Regions from separate parts of the Sus scrofa genome. Here region 1 is linked to region 2. Evidence: chromatin contacts called from public Hi-C data. All regions are on one chromosome and are shown on one strand. Each heading gives the region's core, a stretch centred on a gene start, on an enhancer-like site or on the middle of the called end of the contact. The rest is flanking DNA. Distances are from core to core; before and after follow the strand shown. Region 1 overlaps PKNOX2 (homeobox protein PKNOX2). Region 2 overlaps PKNOX2 (homeobox protein PKNOX2).

Region 1 (4,670 bases), core at 46-2,545, 100 kb before region 2:
AAAAAAACAAGCTCGTTAGAAAGGAGCTCATTAGGACTTGTTGACATGAAACCCATTAGACCAATTAACATTCCATTAACGGCCTGGGGCACCAAGGGGTTAATGCTGCCTGGCTGTAATTGGGCTGGGGTGTCAGGGTTGGGGGCTCAGGGCCTTAAGGATGAGAAAAAGTCTAATTGGGAACTCTCGCATTTGTTCTTGCTCCCTGACCCTAGCTGAGCCTCGGCTGTTGGGCCTGAGGTAGGAGAGGGGAAGGGACCAGCTTCCCTGTGGCTCCACACTGTCCTGCCCCATCACCCCAGACTGGACCCTGGGCGGGTGGTTGGCACAGGATAGGGTGGGGGGACATGTACCCTTTTGGACTCTGACGGTCGTGTTTTCTTCATGTACACTTCCCACTCTTTCCCTCACCCCTACCTCCTACTTCTGGCTCAGGGCTCTGAGCGCTGAGATATAAGTCTGCCCTCTCCAGGACAAGTTTTCCGTGATGTTGCCTACTCAAATGAAGCTTTGGAGAAGCTAGAATCCTTGAGGGCCCAGAGCCTCTGAAGAGTACTGTAGTTCAGGGCAGAGGGGTCCGGGAGGGGGTGGGGCGTGAGCACTGGCCCTGGGCCTGCACCTCTCCCTCCCTTCTCTCCTTCCTTCCCCATCAGGGCAGCGAAGAGGCAGTGCTGAGGCCCCCAAGCAGCCCTTCTCCTCTGTCCTCTGACACAGGCTAGCAGTATTTTATTATTTTCCTTCCGTTGCTACAACTAGAGGCCTTGGAAGTTCCATTCCTGGTCTGGGCCTCAATTTCCTCATCTGTAACCGCCGATGATCAGACAGAGCCTGTGCTTAGGGTCAAAAAGTCTGAATTCCGCACCCAGCTCTGCCACTTCTCTGTGACCTGTACAAGTCCCTGTTGGACTACAAAACGAGGGAATTCACCAGAATATTCTGAAAGTCTTTGTGGATATGGTTAGCACTCAATACAAGCTTTGGTGAATAGAATGGAAATAGTTGAAGCTTGCAGCTTCATTCCAAAGGCTCCCTCATTTGAGAGTGGGGGAAGAAGGCCCCTGAGGCCAAGAGAGCCAGGAGCCCTCCTCGGTGCCCCCAGCCCAGGAGCTCCCAGGTGGCTACCACTCTCTCCCTCAACCCCAAGTCTCCCCGCTCTGAGCAGCTGCCCAGGCCTGGGTTCTGACGTCTAGACAGACTTGCAGGAGGCTGAAATAACACAGTGAACTCAGCAGGAGGGACCAAAAGGCTGCATTAGTAACCTGGCTGGCTTCAGCTTCTCCCTCTGGAGCAGGCTTCTCAACCCTGGCGTAATCCCATTTATTTTCCCTGTGCAGAGAGCCTGGTCCACAATCCAGTCTCTAGTCCCGCTCCCTTCCCAAAAGAAGCCTGTAGATGGCGCTGTGGAGCCCCACTTTAATTGCATTATATAACATAACCTGTTTACTAAATCATGTAATCAGTCGCCTTAGGATTTACAGCTTTGGATGTGTATAGAGAATTGGACTTTGAGTCAAATTTAAAAACAAATAAAAATGAGAGGCAGCTGTTGCTGATAGTGTGATATTCATCTTTTGGAAACAAATTCACCCCACTGCTATAAATTATGCCTGGAAAAAAAAAGTGTTGGTGGTGGGAAGGAGTTGGCTACGTCTCCTATGCTGGCAACTCAGAGCGATGAATCTTGAAATAACGGTGTCAACCTGTCACTGATTTCATGTGACTCTGTGGATTTATCTAAAGAAACACAGGCGCGTAGACACACACACACACACACACACACACACACACACACACAGGTCTCTTTGCAAAATCCAATAAAGGCTAGAAACCACAAGCTGAAAGCTGAGTGGCTGTAGGGACTCAGTGGTCCCTGTGCCCTGGGGCGTGGCGCCAGCACGGGCCTGTGGTCCTCTTTGCAAGTGGGTCCCCCTCCTCCCTTTTCCCCATCCCCAAGGCCATTTTGCTTTTTGCTCTTTATCTGGAATAACAATATGACCCCAGTGGGGCTGGGTCAACTGGTCTCACTTTTGCACTCACTGACCCCAGCCTGGGGATGAGCTAAAGCTAACTAAGAGAGCCAGTCTGGGGAGAAAGAGGGTGATTATCCACCCTGGATCCCACTGTGTCCACAGTGTCATAGGGGGAGGCTTAGTAGTGACACAGACAGAGGATTCGGCCATGCCCTGGGTGTGAGTGAAGTGGCTGGTAATCACAGACCCATGTCAGTCACCTTCCTCGCCCCTTGACCAGCTTTCCAAGAAAGGAGTCCAGTCCTGCTCCACTGCCCCTGGTTCACTTCAGGGCCCAGAGCTCCAGGGCTCCAGCCTTTCTCTCCTTGCCTCCCTCCGTTCAGCTAGTTTTCAATTTGGCTTCCAAAAAAAATGGACCAGGGTCCAAGTTAGGAGAGCACCTCTCCTGCCTGGCTCCTGCTTCTCACACCAGGACCAGAAAGTGGCAGAGTCCCCACCCCCCCTGCCTTGGCTGTCATACCTTTTCTGGCTTCAAAAAGCCGCTTGATATATTTTACAAACTGAAACAGCAATTTAATTCCCCCTGATAGCGGCAATTGTCCATTAGATCTTCCTACCGAGGAGCTTAACAATAATTCCTTTCATCCAACTGCTTGCTTCTTCTTGATCTGAGAATCAATCCCATAAATAGCAGGCAAGAGTTTTCACATTACTCTCCCCCTCCAGCTTTTAGCATTTTGATGAAGATTCTCATCTCCTCTTTAAGCACTTTACAACTTGGCAATTTTTCCCTCTTTGGTTCCTTTAAACAAAATAAAACAAAAAAAACCAAAAAAAAAAAAAAAAAAAAACCCCAAAAAACAAAAAAAAAAACAAAAAAGAAAGAAAGGGAGGAAAAAAGCATGCTAGCTGTAAGGGTAAGCACAGCCCTTGCATTCTTCTCCCAGAGAAGTGGTCTGTACCCTCTCCTGCTGGGAAGCAGGGAGATGGCGGCAATGACCTCCCACAGTCACCTCCAATCTGCTTTAAGCAGGTGCTGCTCTGCCCCAGAGACACCACTGGCCTTGTCCTAAATTTCACACTCACCCACAATGGGGTCCTGCTTTTGCCAGTGAAGCCTGACTTAGAACATATTTTCCTTTCCCAGGAACCCCCTCCCCTTGTTGCTGCATCCCAGGAATGGGGGTTAGCGGTCATGCCAGTTCCAGTCACTGTAGCCTTTCCCCAGGCCTGGAGCCAGGCCCCCGCCCAGCCCTCAGGCAACTCTCGAACCTGGAGATGCGGTTCTGCCCTCTCTTTTTCATCTCCAGCTCCCTTCATCTCTATCCAAACAGCATGAGTGGGAGAGATGGGGAGGAACAGAGGAAGGAGAGAGCTTGAGGCCTTTCATTCAATTATTTTTCTTCTCTTTTAAACTATCCAGGCCGCCGTGATGGTTGGGGCGGAGGAGGGCCCTCCAGTTCTGTGGGAGCGGCTGGGGTGGATTGCCGGGGCAGCTGGGCACCCCGGCCTGCTCCCCGGGGGCCCATCACGTGCTCCCTGGTCTGCACACACACGCAGAGAAACAAATCTAAAAATGAACCCGGGGACTGAAATCCCCCTCGACAAACCTGATTCCCAGGTTTATTATTATTTGTCGAGAGCTGACAGCAGCCGCTGCTCAGGAACCGAGCTGAGAAAACAACACGGCCTGGGCCCCTGAGGCTCACAACTCAGCAGAGACAGACAAACAGCTCAGCCGCTGGGGACCCCCTGGATGGAAGGAGTGCTTCTGCTTCTGCCGCCCCACCGGTCTGCTCCCTCCCGTCAATCTTCCTCTTCTCCAAGGCCTCGCCAGGGAGGATGGCACACCCTGGGAGCTGGGAAGAGGGAGGGGGGCAGGAGTAAGGGGCAGGGGCGGGAGCAGTTGATAGAGGCAAGGGACCCTGCAGTGCTCTCAGCTTCTCCTGGAAAGAGAGGATGCTAAGAGGGTGAGCCAGGCCCCTCTTCTCTCTGAGAAGGACTGTACCACACAATCTGGCTGAATGATATCTAGTTCCACATTTTTAAATTACCTCCAGAGGAAAAAAAAAAAACAGTCAAGAGTCAGGGCTGTGGAAGCCAGGGTCCTCTGGGCTCAGTTTACCATTGAAAAGCCCCTCATCCCTGATACTTCCTGACTCAACCAACAGAATCCTCCCTGCTTGGTCTTTGTGATGACCCAGGCAAGTCCTAGAGAAAGAAGAAGGGGGACCAGGTAGAGTTCACGGCAGCGAGGTCAGCTTGGGGGAGGAAAGGACACCAGCCAGGCTGCCTTGACCCTTGGTCCTCACTGCTGTTGGAATAAGAGCAGGTGCCTTATGGGTCAGCCCCGGGGAAGGCAGGATGGCATCTGCCATGTGAGAGGAAGTGATGCTGGACAGTGAGTCCATTCCTGGGCATCACTGCTCAAGCCCCAGCAGAGCAGACATGCCCTCTCCACCTCCTGAGAGATGTTTCCTCCATGCATTTACTGTGCTTCTCATGTGCAGGCAAAGCCTTCTATATTACACTGCTGTGCCTTTTCTTTTGCTCAACAGCCCACGCGTCCATGAAGCCTTCCTTCACTTCACCCAGGACGGTCCTCTCCCTGGGAGCCTTGCCACCAAGCCGGAGGGCCCGGTAGCATGATTTAGTGTGATATATGTTTCTATGTTATGGAAAATCTACTTCCTAGCCTCG
Region 2 (4,528 bases), core at 503-3,002:
GTGGCACACACAGGGAATCGGAGCCTTCCTACCCAGGAAGCAAAGGTGATGTACAGGCAAGTAACTGTGCAAAGCCTCCACAGAAATTAGTCTCCTGACCACCCACCACCATCGCCCATCCCAGGGTTTGGAAGGCTTACTAGAGAAAACCTCTCCATCACTCCACCCTCTTCCCTTTGGTTCATTCATTCAACCAAACATGTAGGGTGCCTGTTGTGGCCAAGCATGATTCTAGGTATTGGGATTAGGAGAAGGATAAGATTCAGTTCTTTTTTTCCTTTTTTGGCTGCCCCACAGCATATGGAGTTCCCAGGCCAGGAATCAGATCTGAGCTGTAGTTGTGACCTAAGCTGCAGCTGCAGCAATGGTGGATCCTTAACCCGCTGTGCTGGGTCAGGAATTGGAACCTGCATCCCTGAGCTTCCAAGACACCACAGATCCCGTTGCACCACAGCAGGAAACCCAAGATTCAGTTCTTAACTTGGTTAGACTGATGCCCGTGTTTGAGGTCTTGTGACAACTCACAGGTTGAAGGAGTTCAGCAGTATTTCAGGAAAGGCAGGAAGTCCTGTAAGTGGTCATCGCAAAGGAGATAATGTGAACTGAGTATTGCAGGCAGAGCAGAGGTTATCCAGACTGATAAGATTCCAGACAGAGGGAACAGCATGTGCAAAGGCACTGAGGTGTGAAGTTATACAGAGTATTTGGGGGGGAACTGAGCATATTTAGGTACCAGGAGTGGAAATGTGACCACATGTCTGAGCGTCTGTAAGTAACAGGGAGGAGGGAGATGCAAGGGGGGCTAGAGAAGTAGAACTGAGCTGGGAGGCCCATGGTTAACCAGGCCAAGGACGCTCAGGTAGTACAGAACCACTGGAGAAAGTGGAACACAGGCTAGACATGGGCACATATCACAACAGGATCGATTTGGCCCCAGTCATTGCAGGCTCAGCACCAGGCTTCTCCACATACAGGGAGCTACTGCCACTGACTCTGATGATACATGAATTTGACTGAGGTCTTCTCCTCTTTGATGCATGCAACTACCCCTGGAGAAATGGCCAAAATGGGAAGCAATTTTTCCTCTCTGAAGAGGCAGGCTCACTGGCTAACAGCGAAGGCCAGGGAAGGGTTCTCACATCACCACCAGCACCCACAGCCAGAGCTGCTGGAAGGAGTGTGTGGAAATCCTGCAGAACCTCCTGGGGATTCGGGAAGGACTTGAGGAGAAGAGATAATGGTGGAGGTAACAGGAGCCACAGAGGAGGCAAAAATAAGGGAAATCCCTCAGGCTGGACAAAGGTTTCTGACTACTTGCCTTCACAGGGAACAGGAGAGAAAAAGGCAAGGTGGGCAGTAGCGGCCACCTTGTAGTTCCAAATCCTGCACAAGCTTCTCCAGTCCTGCTCACAGCAAGGAAGTTTCTCCCCCCCACCCTTTTGTCTCCCCTCCTTCTAGTCCCTCCTTCCCAGCTCCTCTCCAGAAAGGTTTATGGAGAAGACTCCAAATAGCCCCCTCTCCTGCAGGCACAGTCACACCAACTGAAAGGAGATTTAATTAGCAAAATCTCGTTAGGCAAACGAAATTATCCGTAAGACAATACTCCTCTGGACAGGGGGTATGATTAAACAAAGCCATTAATTGAGAGAGTCGCTTTGGCAGCCCCCGGATGCGTTCATCTCTGGGCAGGCTCCACTGTGCCTCCCGGTGCCGGCGGAACAGACTCTGCCCCCGCCCCGCTGGCCCCGCCCCCTCCCCGCTCCATCTCCGCGCTTCCTGGGCCCCTCCAGTTGGGGCTGCAGACCTCGTATCTCATCAGCGGCCTCTCTGCCGCCAGATTCCTGCTAAAGTGCCTTGATTGCATAATGTCTATTTGCATAATGTAAATTGCAATCTCCTAGCTCGGGAGGCAGGAATCACAGAACAGCCATTATTTTTTACCACTCCACAAAAATTCTACATTTAGAAAGCAGATTTGCAGCTCAGAAAGCCGTATAAATCTGAATCGGCCAGAAACACCATTAAATCACACCAATTAAGCTGGACCAAGGAAGAACCCTTGTCACTGTTCTCTGCACACGCAAGGACTCCCAGCCCAGATGGAGGCCACGAAAAACTGGAGGCTGTGACAGTGAGGCTATATCACGTGCTGCAAGAGGCAGGACATTCTGTCTTATAAAACTTAACATACACCCCAAGCCTAGGTGCCTATCAAGACCCTGTGGAGAGAGGACAGAGAGGAGCAGAAGCATTCTGAGTTATTTCTAAGTTGGCTGCCAGATTTCTTATGGGCATGTCTGTCTGCAGACTTTAAATTTATGGAACAGGAGAGAGTATGTGGGGAAGAAGTCTGCACCTTTGGCAAAGGTAGTGGGGAGAGGGCAGCCATTTCACAAGTGGGTGAAAAGTCCAGGGCCTTTGGCAGCTCCTTAATGACCTTCTTCTGTCTTCTCCCAAGTGTCCTCCAGACCGAGTGAAAGAAAACCAAGGCCAAATCCTGCTCAGACTGGGCTGGGCGAGAATATGAGCTCTTTTTAAGAGCTGTTTCCCAGGGGTCACAGGAGAGAGAGGTGAGTCACAAGTTCCCTGGAAAGGAGCGGTCCCTCTGACAACCACTCATGACTCCAGCTTCCCCGCAGCCACGTACCTGGTTACTCTTTTGCCTCTTTATTGCTCATTCAATATTCATCTGTCAAAGGGCAAGATGCTAATGTGTATTATTAAAATATCAATAGTTTATGAGTGAACTTTTATGGAGAGTACAGTTAAAGGAAAGATGCTTGACCATCTCCACAAGGAGCAAAGGAGAGGGAGAGGACCAGTCTTTCCAACTCCAGCTTTTATTTGTGTCTTGGGTGAGAGCATGGCCAAATCATTATCAAGTCGCTCTTGTGTGCCAGGAATGGCACTCAAGCTTGCACTTGCTGGATTTCATTTAGTCCCCACAGCCATCCTGGGAGGGGTACACAATCCTATTTCCATTCTAGAGATGCCGGATCCGAAGACCAAAGAGATGTGTCCAGAATCACAGAGCTTCTAAGTCACGGGCTAAGGAACTCCAGCTTTGGACTCCAAACCCAATGTTCGCCCCTGCCCCCAAGTTGGAGCCTTGAAAATACAAATGATCTTTTATGTTTTTATCTGTTTCCTTCACCTGCCCAAATTAAACATTGGTTTCCTGACCTATGTTTCACGAAAGGGGAAAGGAGAGAACAGGAAATCATTCGTGCTTTCACACAGACCCATTTCCATAACATCGGCCTCCACTTCAGATATGTCTAGGCTAGCTCCCAGAATCGTCTCTGCACATTTAGAATCTTAGAACTGAGGGTGACATTGGAGATGATATCATCAGAATTTCCCCCTTTACCAGAGAGTAAACTGAGTTTCCTGAGCCACACAATGAAGTGATTGGATCTCTAAAATAGAGTCTTAAGTTGGAGTTCAACTCTATGACTAACTTACTCTGTCACTGGCCAGGTACCTCTCTTGTCTCTGCTCCCCTTTTGCATGTGATACAGAGATAATAACAGTGTCCCATAAAGTAGTGTAGTGGTTTCTATGGGAAAATGCCATCACCTGCTTAGCAGAGTTTCTAGCATGTAGTAAGTGTTCAACAAACAGTGATTATTACTTTTCAGCTGACTTGTGGAAAACTCTAAGACCCTCACTCCAAACCTCAGCACCTTTTCATTAAAACCAAGCCCCTTACCCCTCTCTCCCCTGCCCCCTCTATTTCACCATTAGCCATTCTCATATCTTGGCCCTTGGGAAAAATGAACTGGTTCTGCACCCACTCTTAGGTTGCTTGAGTTTTGTTTCTATCCCCTTAAGTCACAAGGCAGACAGGGTACTCAGATGCTTTTCCAGAATTTAGCTCCATCTGGGTCAGGAAAATGGCAAAGGAAAGGGAGCTTGGTCCTCAAGGGCCCCACCTTCCACAGATTACATTGTGTGGCAGAGAAGGAGGAGGGAGAGGAAAGGACACGATCAGGGAGGAAGGGCTGCCTGACTTGCCCAGGCCCCCCATGGCCCCTAAGCCCCTTCGGTCTGATCTTTGGCTGAAGCCTCCCCCAGTTTGGAAGGCCATGGGAGTGGGAGCTATGCACCAGAATGAAGGGCTCAACCTGTACAGCCCCTGTCACAGGTCTAAGTTCTTCCCCAGACCTGGCACTTCAAGCTGTGGGTTGCAAACTGGACCCACTCTTGCCCAGATGAACTATAAGAAACCTCTTACCACCAGCACATCCTCAGGGAATCCCACTCTGGGGAAGAAGCCTAGCCTGGCCTCCGGGGGTCCCCTCAAACCCAGACATTGTGTGAGTTAAGGGACAGGCTGATGCCAGGGGTTTCTTTAGCCTACCTTGGGAATAAATGAGGCTATGCTGTCCCACATGATGAATACTAGTTGTGAGAGACTGTCCTTTCAAAGCTGGTTGCAAAGACACATACCCCACCCTTCACTGAATGTGCTGTGGGCACTCCTCCTTTGCAACATGGCTGGGGGGTGTCTGTGTTCCCTTCTTTA

The links. Hi-C and Micro-C count contacts between places; a contact is called where the count stands out from the background.
Region 1: a contact with region 2 is called in a Hi-C map of brain, with 5 times the contacts expected there. The contact joins two enhancer-like sites. A contact is called at or near these places in 3 of 47 Hi-C or Micro-C datasets (brain, embryonic fibroblasts and epiblast stem cells) and 1 of 2 datasets of contacts at active chromatin or transcription factors (skeletal muscle).

Annotation. Positions count from the first base shown.
Region 1 is chr9:52,521,211-52,525,880 of Sscrofa11.1, reverse strand. All of the region lies in intron 4 of PKNOX2 (homeobox protein PKNOX2), which reads right to left. Among named protein-coding and RNA genes, the nearest start is that of FEZ1, 150 kb to the left of the region's middle. Within about 2 kb of position 1,295, at least 20 of the 83 cell types and tissues checked have an H3K27ac peak or open chromatin away from gene starts, as enhancers often do. A contact at or near this core is called in brain, where this site is marked.
Region 2 is chr9:52,421,450-52,425,977 of Sscrofa11.1, reverse strand. All of the region lies in intron 3 of PKNOX2 (homeobox protein PKNOX2), which reads right to left. Among named protein-coding and RNA genes, the nearest start is that of PKNOX2, 120 kb to the right of the region's middle. Within about 2 kb of position 1,752, at least 8 of the 83 cell types and tissues checked have an H3K27ac peak or open chromatin away from gene starts, as enhancers often do. A contact at or near this core is called in brain, where this site is marked.